3 separate regions of the Mus musculus genome follow, and regions 2 and 3 are each linked to region 1. The links are chromatin contacts, called in public ChIA-PET and HiChIP or PLAC-seq maps. All regions are on one chromosome and are shown on one strand. The core of a region is the stretch at or near the end of the contact, and the rest is flanking DNA. Distances in the headings are between cores, read along the strand shown.

What was found. ChIA-PET counts read pairs in DNA pulled down with a chosen protein or histone mark. HiChIP or PLAC-seq counts read pairs in DNA pulled down with a chosen protein or histone mark.
Region 2: a contact with region 1 is called in an RNA polymerase II ChIA-PET map of memory CD8 T cells, with 342 read pairs. The contact joins the promoter of Usp10 here to the enhancer-like site in region 1. A contact is called at or near these places in 2 of 484 Hi-C or Micro-C datasets (Th1 cells and natural killer cells), 11 of 115 datasets of contacts at active chromatin or transcription factors (the 230-238 cell line, the HPC-7 cell line, bone marrow-derived macrophages and 7 more) and 3 of 9 other capture datasets (adipose tissue, liver and pancreatic islet).
Region 3: an HNF4G HiChIP or PLAC-seq map of pancreatic cancer cells shows a contact between it and region 1. The contact joins the promoter of Atp2c2 here to the enhancer-like site in region 1. A contact is called at or near these places in 1 of 39 promoter capture datasets (the SN4741 cell line), 1 of 484 Hi-C or Micro-C datasets (uterus), 3 of 115 datasets of contacts at active chromatin or transcription factors (bone marrow-derived macrophages, pancreatic cancer cells and trophoblast stem cells) and 3 of 9 other capture datasets (adipose tissue, liver and pancreatic islet).

What each region holds. Positions count from the first base shown.
Region 1 is chr8:119,811,678-119,814,377 of GRCm38.p6, forward strand. The region is part of intron 3 of Cotl1 (coactosin-like 1 (Dictyostelium)); the gene reads right to left. Among named protein-coding and RNA genes, the nearest start is that of Cotl1, 28 kb to the right of the region's middle. Within about 2 kb of position 1,439, at least 163 of the 459 cell types and tissues checked have an H3K27ac peak or open chromatin away from gene starts, as enhancers often do. A contact at or near this core is called in the 230-238 cell line, the HPC-7 cell line, Th1 cells and 8 more, where this site is marked.
Region 2 is chr8:119,909,074-119,911,773 of GRCm38.p6, forward strand. It overlaps Usp10 (ubiquitin specific peptidase 10), which reads left to right and starts at 1,287. Exons shown (of 14, transcript NM_009462.2): 1 at 1,287-1,866. The coding sequence starts at 1,846.
Region 3 is chr8:119,698,657-119,701,356 of GRCm38.p6, forward strand. It overlaps Atp2c2 (ATPase, Ca++ transporting, type 2C, member 2), which reads left to right and starts at 1,353. Exons shown (of 27, transcript NM_026922.1): 1 at 1,353-1,601. The coding sequence starts at 1,509.

The DNA.
Region 1 (2,700 bases), core at 189-2,688:
CTGAGACCAAGCTACAGTGTCAAAATATGGAAAACTGCAACTATGACCCTAGGGCTGGACACTGAAAGCTCTGCCTGAGAGAAATGAAATCACCCGGGCACAGACACACATGCCCAGACTTCACAGCTACGTGATTCACCCCAAACAGCCAAGCACCCCAGGTAGCTAGCCATCAGATGAGAAGAGAGGGTAAGGCAGACCCTCAATGCATGGACGTTCCAAATGGTGACGCATTAATTAGTCATCGATGAAATTCTAATGCCCGGTGCAACATGGGCGAACAAATCCCTGAACATGGGCAAAAACAGACAGACATGAAGAGCCACCCACTGTCTGGTTCCTCTGACAGGAAATGTCCAAAAAAGGCAAATCCACAGAGAAAGCAGACCAGAGGTGACCAGGGGTGGGAGACAAAACAGGAAACGGCAGATGTCATCTAAGACGCATTGTGGTAAAACTGCACAGTTCGTGGAGGTGACTGCAAGCCAGCAGGGGTCAGAAGAGCAGCTCACTCTGCCCCACACCAGCCCAATGGCAGCTTTTCAGATTCCAAAAGACACCAGGAACTGGTGGCATATGCCTTTAGTCCCAGCACTCAGGAGGCAAAGACAGGTGGCTCTCTGGGATTCGAGGCCAGCCTGGTCTACAGAGCGAGTTCCAGGACAGCCAGGGCTACACAAGAAACCCTGTCTCGAAAAACCAAAAGATAAAAATTCTCAAAGACAATCAAGATTATTTTTCTTTTACAAACAAGACAGAGTCTGAAGACCACAATGCCTGCCCAAGGTCACAGACCTGGGACTACAGCCTCAGAGCAGGAGTGTGGCTCAGTTCAGTGCTTACCTTAGCAGGCAGGAGGGCGCGGGTTCAAGCCCCAGCACTGTCCTCACCCCCAACTACTATATGTAGATATCAAGAAAGGGAGCAAAATGCTTTGGAACTAGGGAGGGGTGGTTAAAGAGCTTACTTTTACATTAAATGGATTTTACATCAATAAAAACCAAAATCAGCAAAGTCGCCATAGCACCAGAAAGATCACGTTCTCGGCTTCCTAGATACCATGAGCAAGGCCACCAAGACATGGCAGGATATGGAGGAGGGGTTAATATTTGCCAAGAGAGGCAAGCCTCACACAATCTGACTGAATCCACCCTCAATACATTAGCCTTTTACCAGGTTACGATAAGGCCCTGGGGGCAGAGCTGAGACAGCCTTATGCAGCCCCAAATTCAAAGACCCTTCCCAGCAGCCCCAGGGCCAGCACTGCTAAGCTTATGCATGTGACCCAGACCATGGAAGGCAGTGGACCCCAGGTCTGGAAAGAGAATAGAGAGTTGTGTCTCAACTCCCAGGCCAGCGGCACGGGGGAGGGGCGCGGGTGCCCCAGCAAGGAAGTCAATGGGGCAAGAAGCCTAAGAGGAAGTTCAAAGTCCTCTGCTTGTTTGACAGCCTTATATGGCAATGTAAAGAAGAACCTGAAGTCTGGGTCAGGAACAAGAGTTTAGGAAGACAAGATAAGGACTAAGAAATCTAAAGGGAAGTTCTAAGGGCTGGGTGCAGCTATGGCTAAAACCACAAGAGCTGTCCCGTGGTCACACTACAACCAGGCAGTGTGGGATGCAAGCCCAGAGAGCAGGAGACTGACTGCCCACCAGTCTGAAGCCAGTTTGTGTTACATAGCAAAACTCTGTCTCAACAAACAAACAGGGGCTGTGCACGTGGCTCAGCTGGCGGAGGGCATGCCTAGCGTGCACAGAGCCCTGGGTTCAAGCCCCAGCACTTCATAAACCTGGCGTGTTGGCGCAGGCCTGTAATCCCAGAGAGAAGAGGATCAGAAATTCGAGACTGGGTGGGGAGATGGCTCAGAAGGTAAAGGCACTCGTCTCGAAGCCTGATGATCTCAGATCCCCGCCCTGCCCCGCCCCCCCCCCCCCCCCATGAAAGGAGAGGCCAGCCCCTGCACGCTGTCCAGACTCCACATGCTGCTGTGGTGTGCACAAATCCCCACACAAAGTTAGTACATGTGACTCCGTCTCAAAAAGGAGATCAGACTAGTGAATGGTACAGAGCAAGAAATGTAAATAGGCAAAATCGTCTATACTCTACCAGAGATACACCACGTACGTGCACACATATTCACTGTCCCAAACTTAAAAAAAAAAAAAAAACACCTCGAACCTTGAGGCACATTTAAAACCAAATCGCCATGAAGCGAATGCTTCCAAGTCTCCAAAGTTGACAGAACAGCCACGTGGGGTCAGCCACACGGGACATTCTCTCCTCTCTGCTGCCACAGAAGACAACTTTGTCTGCAGATTCGTTTTTTATAGTTGCTGCCTGCAGAGGCCAGAGACGGATCCTCTGGGACTATTACTGTGGGAGAGCAGTGTGGGGGTGCCGATCACACGTTCCAGCCTCCCCATCCCCACCCCCCAGGTCACGACCTTCCACTCCTGCTGTTCTGGGGAACCTCAAAGTTAGAAGGCAGAATCAAGAGTCCCTCATCTTGGGTTGAATGGTTTTCCCTCCAAGTGACCAAGGCAGGCAGCTAGCATTTCTGAGGCCACTGGAGCCCAAGCCATACTGTGGTTCCGAGACAGAGCCTGGGTCTTCGCTACGGGCTGATGTCTCTCATCAACAATCAGTCAGACTGCGGCCTTGCTCGCCACGAGCCTGGCTCGGGGCTGATGAACCTGGCTC
Region 2 (2,700 bases), core at 37-2,536, 97 kb after region 1:
GAGTTCGGAGTATGAAGCGTAGCCCTGTACTAGGGAAGTAGGGGCGGGAGATACAGGAGTTTCAGTTCATCCTTGGCTGCTAGAAAGTTTGAAGCCAATGTGCATGGGGCGCACGCCTTTAATCCCAGCCCTTGGGAGGCAGAGGCAGGCAGATTTCTGAGTTCGAGACCAGCCTAGTCTGCCAAGTGAGTTTCAGGACAGCTGGGGCTTTACAGGGAAACCCTGTCTTGAAAAACGAAAGAAAGAAAGAAAGAAAGAAAGAAAGAAAGAAAGAAAGAAAGAAAGAAAGAAAGAAAGGAAGGAAGGAAGGAAGGAAGGAAGGAAGGAAGGAAGGAAGGAAGGAAGGAAGAGAAAGAGAGAAAGTAAGTTTGAAGCCAGTGCGCATGGTGGTGCCCACCTTTAATCCCAGCATTTGGGAGGCAGAGGCAGGTGCATTTCTTAGTTTTAGGCCAGCCTGGTCTACAAAGTGAGTTCCAGGACAGCCAGGGCTACACAGAGAAACCCTGTCTTGAAAAACCAAAAAAAAAAAAAAAAAAAAAAGAAAAGAAAGTTTGAAGCCAATTTTTGCTACATGTGTAGCACAGCAAAGAAAAACAAAACCAAGACACCTGAGGGCAACTCTCTGGAGCAGCTGTGCCCACACTTGAACATTATCCTTTTCCTTCTTGTCTCTAGATCCTAAACTCAGTCCTACCCGTGTACCCTCTCTCACCTCTACTTAATAAACTTGCCAACTTTGCCCCACAGGGGCTTGTCATAAAATTCTTTCCTGGCCCGGCAGTGGTGTACACCTTTAATCCCTAATCCCTGCACGCTGGAAGCAGAGATAGGCAGATCTCAGAACTCAAGGCCGGCCTGGTCTACAGCTGGGAGTAGGAGGTTTAGTAAGGTTTTTTGTTTGTTTTTATTATTATTATTGCCTATATGGCTGAGTCAAGAACTTTCCCGTGTGTATACACTTGCGTGTGTGCAATAACTAACACCTACTGAGTCTCTACCCTTTGCAGAATGTGCTAAGTCATCAACATGACTATCCACCCCCCACCCCGAGACAGAGCTACCTTACGTAGCTGTGTGTGACCTGGAACTTGCTATGTAGACTGGTCTGCAATTCATAGATGATCGTCCTACCTCTGCAGTCTATATACTGAGCTCACAGGAGTACAATTCCTGGATTAACGAGTTCTTTCTAAAATTGTTTATTTTGCGTGTGCCCCTTTGTATGTCAGAAGACAGTCTGTAGTTGGTTTTCCCCTGGCGTCATGTGGATCCAGAGAATGGAACTCATTTGGTCCTCAAGGGTACAGGAGGCAGGGCTCCGTTACCCGCTGAGTCATCTCACTAGCTCCTTCAACGTTTACTTTTATGTTTTACAAAGAAAAAAAAAATCTTTTTTTCCCCAATGCCAGGTAAAACAAGCTAGTGAAGAGAATGAAGAGTGAAGGAATGAATGAATGAACGAACGGTCAGAAGAGCGCGCTCCATAGGGTAAGGGATCCTTGGAGATCTCCAGCGGAGATCCCAGGGCGGAGCTCAGGCGGACCCAGCGCAGTAACCACTCCGGAACTCCACCTTGCAGCCCCAGGGTGCCTGGCCAGCTCCATCCTCACGCCCTCGCCTGGAGCAGCCGCCCTCGGCGCGCTGGGGACAGAAGGGTCGCCGGCCCGGGGCGCACGCCCACCTGTCGCGCGCAGGCGCAGAACGCCGCCTGGCTCTCCCGCGGCGCAGTCAGTGCGCAGGCGCGGCGGCCGCTGCGAGTGTGTCTGTGCGGCGAGAAGATGGCGGCGACGGGAGACGCGGCGTGAGAAGCCGGAGCAGCACCGAACCTCATTGAGACGGGCCGCCATGGCCCTCCACAACCCACAGGTAGCGCGGGCCGTGTCTGGGCTGGGAGGTCTGGGCCACGGGACGGCCTCGGGGCGACGATCGCGAGGTGCGCGGCGGGCGAGCGGTGGGGGAGGCGCCGGCACGCTGCCGGCCTAGGCCCGCGCCGCGCCCCTCAGTGCCGCGCTTCCCCGGCTTCGGAGGCCGCCCGAATCTCCCCGAGAGCGCCCGAGCCGCCCCGAGAGTGTCCGAGCCGCCCCGAGAACGCCCGAGGCCGCAGGGAAGGCCTCCGCGTGCCCGGCCCGCAGCCGCCGAGTCCCGGGCGACGCTCTGGCCCAGCGCCGCCGGGGACCTGGCCCCTGGCCTCGGGAATTCTATTGCAAAGAAAACCGGGAAGCGCCGGGGCGGCATACTCCGGTTTGCCCGAGACTGACACCTTTTGCACGGTGTCCGAGCCCGGGCTGGGTCGGGGCCCGGCAGGCCGGATTGCCTGCTGTGTTTTCTGTGCCCGGAGCTGCTCCTGCAGCCCCTCTCCTAAGATGCACTTAGGACGAGTGAGAAGTCAGCACGTGGTGCCGCTTCTCCGGGCTGCGACTCTCGGGAAACTAAGAAGTAAAATTGCCTTTTTGAGGATGGTAGGTGGATGTATGTACAAGGCAGGTGAGGTCGGTCTGGTGAGGCCACCTTTGAAGAACGATCGTCTTTTTATTTGATCTTTCTCTTGGTCCACGATCGCCTCTAACTTAAGTTTTTTTTTTTCCCTATCTCAGCCTGGTGCGTTGCAGGCAAGAGCCACCATGTGCTTTTGAAAGGTTTTAGTAACTGTTGCAATATGGGATTTAAACCTCGAAACTGTTTTTAATAAAAGGTTAGATC
Region 3 (2,700 bases), core at 103-2,602, 110 kb before region 1:
GAAGCTCCCCCCACTTGCACACAGTGGGTCTCTACTCTCTCAGTGTCTACCCTGCAGGCCCTCCACGCACAGTAGGCAGTTCATCCTATTGCTCTCTCAGGTCCTGTCTTCCTGCCATGTCCACATCTTTGGAGGCAGTCTCTCAAACCAGCTCTCTGGTGCTGTTTTCCTCTGGGATGCCAACTCACCTCACGGAGGAGTAAACTGAGGTGGAGAGAGGAGGGTAAAGTCACCCAAGGTCACACATGTCTGGAAGGACGTGGCCTGGACTGCAAAGCTGAGGAAGTCCAGTTTCCCTCCTTTTTTTTAGGATTGGGTGGGGGGCGGGGTGAAGTCTCCTGCTGGGGGAGGGGCCTCACAGCGGGAGCAGGCATCGTGGTGGGGGATGGGCGGCAGGATGATGGAAGTGCTTTGGCTTTGTTAAGAGAGAAAGATGCAGGGGGGACATGAAGCCCACTAAAGCGTCCAGTCAGGTTGACTAGGACGGCAGTGGCCACCGCCTGGGGGAGCCAGTGAGGCACGTGGTAACTATTTGCGCAAAGGGGACAGGTTAGTCGAACAAACAAATATGCAGTCAGTTGATCAACTGCCAGAGGTCAAAAGTAAACCCAGGATGGGGCATGACCCAGCCTTCTCCAGGGCCACCTCTGCTCCGTGGAGCTAGGGACCCTGGTCCACCTAAAAAGCCATAAAAAATCCCGCTCAAGTTTAAGAGTGAAATTGAAAATTGAAGCGGCTTAGTAGGGCTCCCGTAGAGGGTTTTCCTTGTAGCTTTCCAGAGCACGCACTGGGCAGCCCGAAGTGTAGGACACCCCTCTCCGCGTTACAGGGTACCAGTGTGCTGCCGATGCAAACACGCTCTGTGCTGAGCCCTTCCGGATCACACTGTTTTCCTGGATCCCCAGTTTTCCTGGGACAGGGGGTGCTGTTCTGATCATTAGAAAGAGAGGAGTGTGCTCTACAGGTAAACATATCTTCCACAAGTGGCTGTGGCACCCCCAGTTTCCGTACTCCCAAAGGCGCATCTACATAGGTGTAGGTAAGGCTGTCTCAGCTTTCTGCTCTTATTTCAGTTACAGATGCGACCAGGTGGCTCAGAGAGGCCAGATGATTTGACTGGCCCCGAGCTGCTCTATCCCAGGTAAGGCTTTTAACTCAGGACTTTCTCCCTTTCAGGCGATTCTTATGCTCTGGCAGGTTTGGACAAGAATCAGAGCTCTGAGACCACACAGAGGCTTCCTGATCCTTCCTGAGCCGCTGCGGCTGACCCTTGGAGTTTGGGGTCCTGGCGCCAGCGGGGCGGGCCAGGCGTGCAGAGGGCGGAGCTGCTGGGCCCTGCCCAGGGGCGGAGCTCACCTGGGGACCAGGTAGACAGCTCCCCGGCAACCTGGCCGCCCGGGAAGCCTGGGCGCGCAGCAGCCGCGGCCTCGCTAGGGCCCCAGGGACGCGGGCAGGGACTGCGACCAGCCCCACGGCCGGCTGTGGAGCAGCCTGGACACCAGTTCACCATGGGGAGACGCCTCAAGTTTCTGCAGAAACTGGCCTTCTTGGGCCAGAACCACCGGTACAAGGCGCTGGAGAGGGACGAGGTGGAGACCCTGGTGAGTCTGGGCGATTTGGTATGAAGCGTGGAATTAGATCCCACATTTGTCCCCTGGGACTCTGTATCTGACCCCTGGGAACCCGTGGATCACTGGACTCTGAGATTCTTCTCAGCACCTCAGTTGACTCTGAAAAGAACCTAGCTTCGAAGTAAGCAGCTCCACCAGGCTCAAGGCGCAGAACTCAGCAATTAACTTGGTTAGGCCAGCCCATTTTGGGACCGAGAAACTAAGGCCGGTGCTCTTTAAGGGCATGGAGTTAGCAGGCCACCTAGCCAGAAGTTAACTTCGTTTTCTCCGATTCAGGGGAGTTTAAACTCCTCTACCCAGAGAGACAGCTGCGTGAACTTTTACAGAAAGGCTGCCGGGATTGAAAGGGATGTGGACCCAAAACAAAAACAAACAAACAAAAAAGCCACACAAAATCCCGCTCAAGTTTAAGAGTGAAAATTGAAATTTGAAGCTGTTTAGTAGGGCTCCTGTAGAGGGCTTTCCTCCACATCAATGTGGTTTTTAAAAAGCTGCTCTGAGCCAACGCATGGTAGCACATGCCTCTTATCCCAGCACTTGGGAGGCAGGGACAGATAGATCTTTGAGATAGAGACCAGTCTAATCTGTATAGTGAGTTTCAGTCCAGCCAGAGCTACACAGAGAAACCCTTTCTTAAAAAGCAAACCAGAACCCCACTCTGAATGGTATAATGTCTTTGAACCTTAAGGTAGCTTCTGGGCTAACCTTACAGAGCTTCAGTGCAAGAAGTTTCTCTACAGGACCAACAGCCATAACGTTGTTTCTGTGACTCTGATGGTGCCGTTGGGGTCCAGCCAGCACAGCTCCCCACCCCTGCCAGCTTTGTAAAGGCTGAGAGTGGAAACTCACAGCACACCCAGAACTCCATGCTTGTCCATGGGGAGCTGAGACCTGTGCTCTTTAAGGGCATGGAGTTCTCAGGCCACCTAGCCAGGGAGTCTTGTCTTGCCGAGGGGGAAGAGGGTCTAGGTTAAATTTGTAACAACAGAAGATGTTTTGTAATATTTCAATTTTATTTTCTCCCAAGGAATGCCATGGTCAAAACACTTGATGGTGTGGTTTTTAGATA